Regions from separate parts of the Danio rerio genome. Here regions 1, 3 and 4 are each linked to region 2. A link is a contact called in public Hi-C and HiChIP or PLAC-seq data. All regions are on one chromosome and are shown on one strand. The core of a region is the stretch at or near the end of the contact, and the rest is flanking DNA. Distances in the headings are between cores, read along the strand shown.

Region 1 (3,354 bases), core at 425-2,924, 190 kb before region 2:
GATGAAAGGGAAAAAGCTAACGGCAAGAGAACAAACACAGATATGAAAAGGCTGTAAGAATGTAACCAGTCAGCACCAGAGCTTATCAACCTACACATCTGTTCACGACACATCCCTCTATCCAGTACTGCTATCTCTGTTAGCATGTTTCACAATTGTTTGTAGCCGAAATAAATACAAAAATAAAACGACGTTATAAAAATAAAACGGTCATGACATCCACTATGTGGAAGCTTCAAACTCATAGCCTATAGAAACATAGATCTGCCTATGAAGATATTTCTGAGATAATAGTCTAACATAATTTAGTATCTTTATTGTCTTTATATATATATATATATATATATATATATATATATATATATATATATATATATATATATATATATATATATATATATATATATATGCGATTGGAAATAGGCTTATTATGATTAATTTAATTTCCTCCGTTTAAAGCATTATGCTTATAAACAGATGATTACCATGCCACAATTTTTTTTGCATATTTGTTTTGGTTTTTTTCTAACACCGCATGCACTTTACCCATTTTTTAAATAATGAAATTATTATATAAACAAGCAGGAATCTACTGCTTCCCCAGCGATTTCACCTCAAATAATTCAATGCTATATGCTCCAACAATTTTTTTTCAACACAACCAACTTTAATTCATTTTATTTTTTTCTTTAATTTGGAAATTATTTTCCCTTTACTAATTATCAGCTAGGCTATTATTAAGCTATAGGCCTATTCATCACCTTTATCATTACACCACGTATTGCCACATATTACAGAATAGGTGGTTAACTACTATATAAACAATGATGTTAAAAATACTGATTTTGTAAATTGTTAACGGTATCAAACTTGTAATCAGTATAGCCTAATGTATCGGCTAAATCATTATTCGTTATTATTTTAATCGTAAAGCCTACACTTTAAAATATTCTTAAATTAGCAGTTTTGCGTATTTTAAGATTCCTGTTTTTCTCCATTTATTTATGCTTTTGAATTGCATTATGTGAGCTTTAGCTTTCTTTCAGCAACTTTTAACATTGAAAAGTTCGAAAATGTAACTTTTAAGAAAAGTGTTACTTTGTTGTAACAGTGTAGCTCTTGTTGACTCTAAAACTGTTCGTTGACAGATATTTGTTACAGTGTCGCTCTACTTGACTTAATAATTTGTCAGATATTTGTTAAAGTGTCGCTCTTGACTAAATAATTGTAATTTATTTGTTACAGTGTCGCTCTTGTATATTCTAAAATTTCAAAAAAGAAAAAAATGAAATGCCCTCTTTGAAAATTTAAATGTACAAAATGTAGCCCAATTAAAACGACTATTTGATTAATGTTAGTCGGTTGCTATTAAAACTATAATAACTATTAACCTTGTCTGTAGCTTGTTTTAAACAGAAAATAACCCATATATCTATTACAAGACTTTAAATAAATACAACTAGTTCTACTTGATCTGGATAAATAATCAGTGCAGATCTGCTTCGACAGGCACCGACTGTCTGTATTGATGAATTCCGAACAGAAAGAGTTAAATATGATTGGCTACTGAACGCTCCTGTTTAAAACCATATTTTATAAGTCTCCACCCACCTTTATGGATTGTGACCAATCACTTTTTGAAGACTCAACAGTAGACGCCCATTCATTTGGTCATGGAGGTGGAGACTCGGCTTTGAAAATGTCATTGGCCCTCAGTGACCAATGACAGACCTAGCCACACCCTCTCGAGATTAACACTAAATATATGAAAATCTATGCAGAATATTAATGAGGGAACAATATGATTGGTTCACAGTAACTATTCTCTCACCAATACCCAGACAGCACACATACGTTGGGCCGACGTCGGCCGAAGGTCAACACGTCGGCCCCTTTAATTCTAAAACAAGCAGCAAAGCTGTCGGGCTTGTAGTACAAACTCAAATAGACACAAAGGACCAAACAAATGCTATAAAACACATTTATTAGTTTGTAATAACACTTTCGTTCACAATAAGTTTCCAGAAACCATGGTTTAAAGAAAATAAACAAATCCAGGGCATATAAATAGTTTATTTCACTAGAGAAAATTCTAGCAAATATTCTTGTTTTTATGCAAATGTTTTGTCAGTTTGTATCGCCAAAGACTTTTATTTTACTTAAAATGCCATATACTTTAATTTTTTCATAACTGTATTACACGTAGGCTAGTGTTTTCACTGAAAAACGCCCTAGTTGCCTTAATTTTTAAGTTGAATCAAATTAACCGTGTGAGTTTGAACTTGTATTATGTTAAACTGACCTAAACAGCTTGCGTAACGTATAAAATTTAGTTAGAACATGATTAACTTAGTTTAATAAGTTAGAACAAACTAAAAACATTTGCTGTCAGGACTAATTGATCATATATTTTTTACAGTGTTGCCTTAAATATTACAATGGAGTATATAGCTAATAATAATTCATTCATTTTCTTGTCTTAAGTCCCTTTAATAATCCGGGGTCGCGACAGCGGAATGAACCGCCAACTTATCCAGCACGTTTTTACGCAGCGGATGCCCTTCCAGTCGCAACCCATCTCTGGGAAACATCCACACACAAACCCCCACACACACACACACACACCCACACACACACACACACACACACACACACACACACACACACACACACACACACACACACACACACACGCACGCAATTTAGCCTACCCAATTCACCTGTACCGCATGTCTTTGGACTGTGGGGAACCTGGAGCACCCGAAGGAAACCCAGGCGAACGCAGGGAGAACATGCAAACTCCACACAGAAACGCCAACTGAGACGAGGTTCGACCCAGCGACCTTCTTACTGTGAGACGACAGCACTACCTACTGGGCCACTGCATCGCCATGATGATGATGATGATGATGATGATAATAATAATAATAATAATAATAATAATAATAATAATAATAATAATAATAATAATAATAATGCTTCTAGTAAATTTTTAATATTGCCTGTTTCTCATTTTAAGAAAAATTGCTAATATTAAGGTTGTAGGCAGAACTCTGATTTGTGTATAACATTTTTGACAAAAGGTAAAAGCAATGTTGACTTATAACAAAATGACAAAGGATTAAACAAGAGGTTTATACAATCATATTTGTGATCATAAAAAAAATCACAACCCAATGCTTAATAAACTTATAACCTCCAAACACCACAGCTGTAGGCCTATCAATATTTGCAAATGTTTAGAAACAACGAAATTGCAACTTCTTTGGACAAATTCAAGCATATGTGTAGCTGTTAGTGAATATACCTTTGCATTTAATAAAAAAAAAAAAAAACCTAAAGCAGAAATGACCT
Region 2 (3,048 bases), core at 157-2,656:
ATTTAACTGTAGTATGAACTGTATTTGGTGTATGACAGATATGCAGGATGTTTCTGTATTTTAAAGTTGCACTGTAAAAATGACTGTGTACTATACTGTAAAGATAAATAACACTTAAATTCATAGTTAAAGTCAGACTTTTTAGCCTAGAATACATTTTTTAAAACAGATTTCGAAACATAATAGTTTTAACTCATTTCTAATAACTGATTTATTTGATCTTTGCCATGATGACAGTAAATAATATTTGACTAGATATTTTTCAAGACATTTCTTTAAAGCTTAAAGTGACATTTAAAGGCTTAACTAGGTTAATTAGGTTAACTAGGCAGGTTAGGGTAATTAGGCAAGTTATTGTATAACGATGGTTTGTTCACACAATCGAAAAAAATGTAGCTTAAAGGGGCTAATAATTTTGACCTTAAATGATTTTAAAAAAATGTAAAGCTGTGTTTATTCTATCCGAAATAAAACAAATAAGATGTTCTCCAGAAGAAAAAATATTATCAGACATACTGTGGAAATTTCTTTGTTAAGCATCATTTGGGAAATATTTGAAAAAGAAAAGAACATTTAAAGGGGGGCTAATAATTATGACGTCAACTGTTATACATCAAGATAAAAAGTATTTTAAACATAAATGCAGTATTTTAGCTGTAAACAATTTACAGTAAGTTACTGGTGAACTGCTGCTAGAGAGTTACTGTAGATTCTACAAGACATTATTAACTGTGTTAACTAATTAATAATTGAGGTGTTATTCAGGTACACTTAAAGCAGATTAACACAGCTCTATGAAGTGAAATCTCCACATGCTTTGCACGACGAGTCTGATTTGTGGTCTGTCATCTGCGCCCACAGAGAGAGAGAGCGACTTCAGTTCAAAGGTCGGTCTCATTTTTTAGCCATCAGGGCTGGACGGGGGTCAGATTATGTGTGGCTGGGGGTGTTAAGGACAGTGGGGGTCTTCTGCTATGTGCCAGTCTGGAAGAGAAGACCACGCTTTGTGCATTGATACCAGTTTAGGATGCGGGTTGCATGTTGTGTTCATTCATTCATGGGGATTCAGGCTCTGCCATTGTACAGGGCGAGGCAGAGGGGGGCTGAAGGGCACCGTGGGATTTGCCACCCACATTCCCTAGTTTTCTTTCTGTAAGAACACTAAAAATAGCCTCTAGCTCTGTGTGTGAGTGTGTGAGTGAAAAGGAAATGGTCATCTGGTAAGTTGGAATGTAGGGCGAGCTGGACCGACTGGTTCGACTGTGAGTGTGTTTTGTATTTGACCGCCGTTTGACCTTCCCTGAGTGCCCCCTCACCTCCCCTTCACCCCAAACTCCCATCCTTCACCTCCGCTCCCCTCCAGTCTGTCCCTCCTTCCCCAGCAGACTGATGGCCAGTGGGCCTCTGACATTCTTCTGCTGAACACACACACACACACACACACACACACACACACACTCACGGAGAACCTCTGACCCCTCCTTAACCCAGCCGTGACCTCGCTTGGAATGTTACAGGAGTTTTGACACACATAGCCGTAAACAAACACACAGCTCTTTGTGTCTTGATAAATAAAAGAGAGAGATTAGAGTTGTTGGCTGAGTTTCAAACCTTTCAACGATCAGAAATACATGAAGTATAGACTTGTAAAAGCATGTCAAGTTGCAGGTTTTCCTTTTGTAGTGCAAGTTTACGTAGAGTTCCTACACGGGTTTATATGAAATAAATTAATTTAGCTAATCATTTATCTTTCTCAGCTGTACCGTCTTACTTTACTTGCAGATTTATTAGCAACATTTTGACCTCAGAATTGTGACTTTTTATTTGATTCAATATTAGTAGTTTGCAGTTTTTTGTGTGTGTGATTTGTATTTTCACATTAGTTGCAATAATTTTGCACAATTGTTTTTTTTCTCACAGAATTTCTGCTATTGTTATTACTTATTGCAGTTTTTTCTTGCAATGTTAGATTTTCTTTTCTGCCATGAATTTTTAAAGTCTCAATGAAAACTAAAGTTGTTGTTTTTTTGTTCATAAGGCTATTTTTGAGCTAATGCAACAACAACAAAAAAATGCATTTAAAAGTTGAAAGTGCTAAAAGAAATTACTTCCACCATGCTGTAATGATTTTGACATCACTTCATCTTCTCATACAGTCTTCTGAGCTCTGATCACGTGCTCTCTCGTATCTGAAGCGTCCTGTACTATAAAACACATTAATCACTTATTCACATGGAATGGCAACACAAGTGGATTTACCTAAACATTTGCAATCTTTTGCAGATTTATTTACGTAATAAAATAATTTTCCTGTAATTGTGATTGTGTCTTTTGAAGTTGCTATTATTCCTTGTAACTGTATTACAGTCTCAATTATGCCATTTATGCAGCACTAAAATATGTCTTGTATATTTATACTACCCTGACAAGCACCCAAAAACATATACTTGTACATGTATTTATCAATCTGGAGTGATTTACAAAAATTACACGTCAAAACAAGGTTCCACCCTTCTGAATTTTTAACTCTGCTGCAACTGTACTACTCATTATTTTTTTAACTTGATATCTTTCAATTGAGATTTTCTCTTGTTTGAAACTTTTTTTACACTGACATCACAAACTTGATTTTATATCCTTCATTTGCAATTCTATCTCTTTTATTTGAGTAATTTTAAATGTTTGAATTTGTCATATAGCTGTATTTAGTTTATGAATGTTTATTTATGTTTGTAATATTTATTTATTGCATGTATATATTAATCTAAATTAGACCAATCAAATCTTTGTCAACTTTTAGTAGGCACGTTTATGCTATTGGATCCAAAATTGGATTGAGTACCTCAGAGCAGAGAGCTGAAAATAAATACTAATGGTGTAAGTAGAGGAAAGTGAAGAAAAAGACAACTATAATAAGAATTAGAATATCTGTATATCAGAATCAGTCTGTCAGAATTAGGATCAGTATATCTGCTTGATTTTCAGTAATGTAGGGTGTTTTGAAGTCTAAACTCTTGCAGATTAATTTACATTACATTATTCCTGGAG
Region 3 (3,403 bases), core at 123-2,622, 210 kb after region 2:
CACACAGCCCCACACATTGAAGAAGCTAGATATTCTTAAATTCAAATTAGATGCACACGCTACAATAATAAAGTATTATATATTTTTAAGAACATTAAGAAAACGATCTGCATGTATTTGCAAGTAAATACGCGACTGTTAAAAGATTAGATTATGCAAAATGGTAAACAAAAAAGGTCATTGTCTATTTAGGATAACATTTGGGATCGGGACAATGTGTGCTGATTTAATGTTACACGTTCCATAAGAAATTCTAAAAAAAATACATGATCAGCATGTATACTACGAGAAACAGCATGTCTGGTTACGAACGACTAATGATTTTGCAAACATTACATGTGCCCCCTTTTTTACGCACACCATGGCAGCTAGTACATGCGCTAATTATGGTATAATAATAGTTCATAAAAGAGTGCGATTGTTTGTATTACCATTAGTCTTTTATTGTCTTCCTCATAACTGTGAATATTTTACCTCTCCATAAAACTTCTTTACCAGCACTTTTTTTACTAACAATTGTAAAGTGGAAGTATAAAGTAGCCAACACATTAACCCGTCCAGTCACTTAAAATCAAATTACTGAAACATAAAACTTAACTTATGGATTACATGATAACTCATAAAACTCTTCTCGGGAAGAAATTAGAACGAGAAAGTTGCATAGACCCCGAAAGAGCTTAAAGAAGGAGTGCAATAAAAATTTATGGAGGGTGTAATTATATTGCCCTGCAAACAGACGGTCGTAAATCTCGACCAAGGGCAACTTCATAAGAGGAGCAATAGATTTAACGCCGGACATTAGGCTCTCTAAAGTGGCCGAGCTGTCGGTGCACGGAAACACACTAGTAAAAGAAGTTCAGCTGCACTTACCGATGTTTACGTGGACTTTTTTCATCCAGGGGTATACCACGGGATCTTTTCTTGAGCTGACCGTTGAAGTGTTTTGGCTAGTGGGAGTCTGACCGCAGGCTGGCGGAGGGCTTGGAGTTACCGAGTCGCAATGATGGCTTGGTTCAGGGAGAGGGGTCGAGAGTGCGGTTGTGGGTAGAACGTGACCTCGCGGAGAGATAACCGCGGCAGGCTGCCCCGGACCCTGGCACGATGAGTAGGGTGGGTCGGCGCAGCCCGACCGCTGGTGGTAGATCGACTCATGCTGGAACGAGGGGTCTTGCCTCTGGGCGCTGTAGTAGTCCGGAGAGTGACTGGGTAGGTAGTCGCTCTGGGAATATTCCTCGCAGGGTGGAAACTTAGGGTCCACATAGTTGGAGTTGATCAAATAGGAACTCATGGCCATTAATTTCTTTGAATTGCACACAAAATATACTAAAATTTATATGTATCCCTTTACTCGTTTTCCTGTTTCGTAGAACCCTCCTACTTTCTGTCAAGTGAACAAAGTTAAGGGTCCATGTGACATCGTCAGCCAATGGCGTGGATCTTCGCGATTCCCGGATAAGGAAATGGGATTAGTCAGTTTAGACCGTGCTCGTCTACTTGCATTTCGGAACAGCGAAAAATGCCATACTTTTCATACATTACCGTGCCTTTGATGAGATAGTGGTAAAATCAAAACAATAACACGCCGGACAAAGCGAAAAGGCATGCTGGATTCTACCAGCTCCATAGAAAGTCACGCCCCCATTCCCTCTCAGTTCATCTGCAGATTGAGAACATTGACTTTACCTCTATAAAGATCTGTTAAGATTTAGCGAACTAAAATGCTGCAAAATTTAGACCAGTGTTCATGAAAAGCGGTATCAAGGGAAAGTGATGCAAGGAGTTCGCGTTGGCCAGGCTCTTAAATGCACTCGCTAATAATGGTGAGAGAATGGTCGTGGCGTGAGCTGCGTGTCAGAGATGAATCTAGGCTTGTTTAAGATCGATAGAAAATTCATCAACTAATTCAGGTTACAAAGCCTCCTAAATCACAAAGGAGACCTTCTGCATTTAAACATAGTCTGCAGTCATTTCTCTCCAAACGGCGCGTTTGTCCTGTACGCCAAATCTACTCACAATGAATAGTAATTTATGTGCTCAGTCCCCTATTATCACCAGCAACAAATATTTCTCCTTGCTCACTGATAATGTTTAAACCAAGATAGTCAAACAATCACTAAACAATGCAGACCTCTACAAATCTCTACAAAGTCATTTTTGTCATTTTTTAATATTAAAAGTCTTACAAAATACGCAAGACATCGTAAACGTTCTTCATATTTACACAACAACTGAAAAGAATGTACTAGTTACAAAAATAACTTTCGTTCGTGCACCAAACGTTCAGTCGTGGTATTAATTACAATAACAAACCAAATGTTAAAATGTCGTCATCTTTGCCCGTTGAAGTTGAATGTAGCCTATACATCAACTACATACTCCCCTAGATACGAATTTGTGACTGTGCGTCTGTTTACACAAATCCGGATCTACAGGGTATATATAGATGACAGGTTTCTTCTTGACAGGTATTGAGAAAGCCAGCTCACCTTGACAGCGCCTTCCCATTGTCAAGTTGTTGCACCTGGAACAGTCTGCCTCCAAGGATATCAGCAATCTGTCTCACCACTTAATGGATCGGTGCTTCCTTTATAAACTTTTCTAATAGTTTGTAGTAAACACTGGAGATTCTTTTTTCTTCATTTTACTCAAGATAACAACTAAACTCAACTGAACAGAGGAAAATCGAAATTTTCTTCCTTGTGGCTCTGAAACATAATTTTCCTACAATCAGAAAGACGTCTAAATATTTTACACGGTTTATATATATATATATATTTAATATATATATATATATATATATATATATATATATATATATATATATATATATATATATATATATATAATCAAAGCGCACACCTACTCTAATTTTTAACCAAATCAATCGTGTGCTCTATTTTAAAATCTGAATAAAAAATAATTTTATGCTTGAAAATTATAAAACATAATTACAACCGGAGAGATATAGAGATAGTAATATATACGATAGACAATACTGACTGTATAATGTAGTCAAATGAACACGTGCCAGAAAGTAAATGTGACCGCGACAGATTTTAGTAAAGGTCAAAAGAATGCTGGAGCTACTGGAATAAAACATGTGGGTTTTATGGCGGGTCAGCTCTGTTTGCCACCGGCAAACACCAGTCAAACGGCGAATAAATAGTGAGGTGAGAGAGTATAAAACAATAAAATATGCACGTAGAACAATACCAACAGTTCTTAACCCCCTAACACCAAGCACACATTTTATGACTCCTTAAAGAACCGTTTCTCTCACCAAACACTCGGTCTAACATTTCATGAAAAGCGCTCTGAAATAAAGATCTTATGATGCATCGTTACTCGTTGTTTTGGGATTGCACCGATACTTTTAGGATTATTTTTTGATGTGCATAAAAGG
Region 4 (3,009 bases), core at 505-3,004, 240 kb after region 2:
CCTTGTTGTTTTCCTTTTTCCATTTCATGCGACGGTTTTGAAACCAGATTTTGACTTGTCGTTCTGTCAGTCCTAAAGCGTGTGACACTTCAATCCGACGCTTGCGTGTTAGGTAGGGATTGAAGAGAAACTCTTTCTCCAGTTCGAGCGTCTGATAGCGGCTGTAGGTCTGACGGCCTCGTCTCCGTCCGGCAGCTACTGGCAATAAAGAAGTTTAGAGATGTTAGACAACTCAAAATGCGCCAAATCACAATTTTGGAATCAAATATCTTAATATATGTAACCCAAAAAGTCCACAAAGGTTGCATGCTTGCATGAACATCTGCAATTCGTAATGGTGTTGCATTATTAGTTTATGAGTAGGCTTTTATTGTACAATGCAGACTCCCCACAGTCTTACACAGTGATTATTCTAAAAGCTCCACCATTACAAATATAAGTAGGCCTATACCACAGCACTAATACACAATAATGAGCAACACTAACCATACAGTATAGTCGTCAAAAAGCAGTATAAACTATTTCACAGGATCAAATGATTAGGCACAGCCGTAAATGACATAATCCTTGTGAAACTGTGTAGTGAAATAAACTCGGGGGCTCACTGTAAGTCGTTAAAGGCTGCAGTAAAACTTTGACCTGGGTGAGAAGTGAGAGATCAGCTGTGGGGCAAAGTCTCACACATGGAAAGAGCAAGAAGAGAAAAGGGTTTTCTCTCGCCTTCTTCCTCTCTCCCCTGTCTTTGTATGGCAGGGTCATTAAACTGTAAAGTGATTCACAAGTTTTGAACACCATAAAACAATAAAACTGGCTATTGCCCCCCTCCTCTCGTGCACACAGGAAATGCAATTGTAAAGCTAAATTTCACAGAGATGTTTTCGAGGAGCTAACTCGATGTTCTGTCACTTCAACAAACACACACAACGCAGTTGGCTGGCTTTTCTGTCTCACCTTGAGGTCGCATCCACGGGAACAGTTGTGTGGGCGACGGACTCTGTTCTGTGTTGTCCGTCTCGTCGCCGATGCCCCCCGTGGCGAGCTTGCAGTCGCTATACTGAACCAAGTCGGCGTCTTGAGCACCGAAAAGTGTTTGCCTCTGGAGAGCATCATAACCGTAGAAGTTACCCGGCTCGCCGTGACAGGTTACCGCACATGGACTCTGCTGGTAAGGCGCAGCGGAGAGCGTGGATGCGCCGTGGTGGTAAAACTCCTGAATTTGAGGAGCATGCTGGAAAGTGGCCCCGGTGCCTGGACCATACACGACGGTGGGTCTCGTCCCTAGGTCCTGAGCAAATCCGCACTCGTAATAGTTTGGTCGTAAAGTGTCTCCACTTTTGTACTTAGTGAAGAGAGAGTTGACGAAATATGAGCTCATCTTTTACTGCTGTTGGTGGTGGTACTGATTTTGTTCAAGAGATTACGATAGAATGTCTTTATATAAGCGCAGTAGCTCACAGTTACTGAGGTAACAATGTTGCAGCAAAGCGTTGATTTCCAATTACTGGGCGGCTTGCGTGTGTATACCTTTTGTTAAAACAACTTATCTAAAGCTTCCATTGGCATGTTCCCACTGTAAAGTTCCAGCATCACAATTCCGGCGAATGGTGCCAGTTCCCGATCAGTTTTCTATGATTTACTCGGCTGCAAATGAGTAGTTTCATATTTTGCGGTGTGTTTTGATGATCATTTGCATCTTCTGTCTGATCCTCGTTCCACTATGGTTTCTCGCATCCCCACACGGACACCGCTCTGCGCGATTCTGATATGAAGGGAGTGAGAGAATGAAAAAGAGAGAAAAAGAGAAAGCGGGTGAGAGAGAGCTAAGAGGGAGCGAGCGCGAGGGAGCAGGAGAGAGAAGGGGGGCCAGGGGAGAGAGGAGGGGAGAATATGCACATTAATATGTTCAAGCGGGTAAGTTAATGAGAAATCTGCCGCTTTGCATCAGATCAAGTGCATAGCCTCCGCCCCTCCCCCAACCTCAACTTCTCTACTCCAAACCCTTTTGAAAGATTGATTTTTTTTTTTTTTTTTTTTTTTGCATAGACAACCCAAAGTGATGCATATTTAGTCCTTAATTTCCTAATCTCTAATGAAGTCGAGCCTTCTTTTTTAAATGTCAGGGTCTAGACGGCCAATTTTAAAAAGTACACGATTTAATTGGTATCAGATTAAACACATCCAATGCTCATAAGCACGTTCAATTTTACAGGAATAAGCGAACTGACTGTGGCCCGCGCGTCAAAAATAAGCGAGGTAGGCCGAGTCGTATTCAATTCTTTGACAACAATATTCTATTAATGTATTTACAGAAAGAGGGGGATGTTGAAATGGACCTGAGCGTCAGGTGTAATGGTAAATGTGGTTGTAAATGGTTTAACAAACTATAAAATGCAATAAACGCCCCTACTGTTTGTTGTTGACGTAGTGCATCAAAAAGCTGTTAGGCTTTTATGAGGTTCCACGACCAATGCTGTAAATGCTTCACTTCAAATTTTATCCATGCAAGGACTGTAAGTTCTTTAATTGTCATTTTTGTTTTGTTTTCAGTTCAGTGCGCTATAATGCTTAGCACGAGTAGATCTAACACTAGATCCGAGAAGATCCGATTAGTGAAATAAAACGTCAATACAATTTTCCAATGGCAAAAGATAGCAAAGTTAATAAACATATAAACATAAATAAATAAATAAATAAATAAATAAATAAATAAATAAATAAATAAATAAATAAATAAATAAATAAATAAATAAACGATGCTACATTTCTATAACAGCTTAAACATTGTGCGTGGTGCGTTCTGGTGAGGGTAAAATTGCAGATGTCCAATTGTTGTAATGAAACTAGATTCGTATTTAAAAATCATGCCAATATATATCTAAGTAAACATGCAAAACAAAAACGCTCACATCGAACTAAAGCCTGTTTACTTTTTTACTTTTTAAATATAGAAACACGTGCTGCATGTTTTTTACAGCTTCATTTGCTTCTGTAATAAATTACTGCAGAGCG

The links. Hi-C and Micro-C count contacts between places; a contact is called where the count stands out from the background. HiChIP or PLAC-seq counts read pairs in DNA pulled down with a chosen protein or histone mark.
Region 1: a Hi-C map of embryo shows a contact between it and region 2, with 2.1 times the contacts expected there. The contact joins two enhancer-like sites. A contact is called at or near these places in 2 of 18 Hi-C or Micro-C datasets (embryo and an unstated tissue).
Region 3: a contact with region 2 is called in an H3K4me3 HiChIP or PLAC-seq map of embryo, with 2.7 times the contacts expected there. The contact joins the promoter of hoxb4a here to the enhancer-like site in region 2. A contact is called at or near these places in 5 of 18 Hi-C or Micro-C datasets (caudal fin, embryo, fibroblasts and 1 more) and 3 of 4 datasets of contacts at active chromatin or transcription factors (caudal fin, embryo and gastrula embryo).
Region 4: a Hi-C map of hematopoietic stem cells shows a contact between it and region 2, with 4 times the contacts expected there. The contact joins the promoter of hoxb8a here to the enhancer-like site in region 2. A contact is called at or near these places in 3 of 18 Hi-C or Micro-C datasets (embryo, hematopoietic stem cells and an unstated tissue) and 1 of 4 datasets of contacts at active chromatin or transcription factors (gastrula embryo).

What each region holds. Positions count from the first base shown.
Region 1 is chr3:22,851,226-22,854,579 of GRCz12tu, reverse strand. copz2 (COPI coat complex subunit zeta 2) reads right to left here. Exons shown (of 10, transcript NM_131507.2): 10 at 1,969-3,354. Among named protein-coding and RNA genes, the nearest start is that of dre-mir-152, 16 kb to the right of the region's middle. Within about 2 kb of position 1,674, at least 44 of the 62 cell types and tissues checked have an H3K27ac peak or open chromatin away from gene starts, as enhancers often do.
Region 2 is chr3:22,666,034-22,669,081 of GRCz12tu, reverse strand. No RefSeq gene overlaps it. Among named protein-coding and RNA genes, the nearest start is that of cbx1a, 130 kb to the left of the region's middle. Within about 2 kb of position 1,406, at least 19 of the 62 cell types and tissues checked have an H3K27ac peak or open chromatin away from gene starts, as enhancers often do.
Region 3 is chr3:22,459,559-22,462,961 of GRCz12tu, reverse strand. hoxb4a (homeobox B4a) reads right to left here and starts at 1,372. Exons shown (of 2, transcript NM_131118.2): 1 at 871-1,372. The coding sequence starts at 1,294. The region is part of intron 1 of hoxb3a (homeobox B3a); the gene reads right to left. It overlaps mir10c (microRNA 10c), which reads right to left and starts at 2,451; the gene lies at 2,357-2,451.
Region 4 is chr3:22,426,586-22,429,594 of GRCz12tu, reverse strand. It overlaps hoxb8a (homeobox B8a), which reads right to left and starts at 1,754. Exons shown (of 2, transcript NM_131120.1): 1 at 952-1,754; 2 at 1-195. The coding sequence starts at 1,375.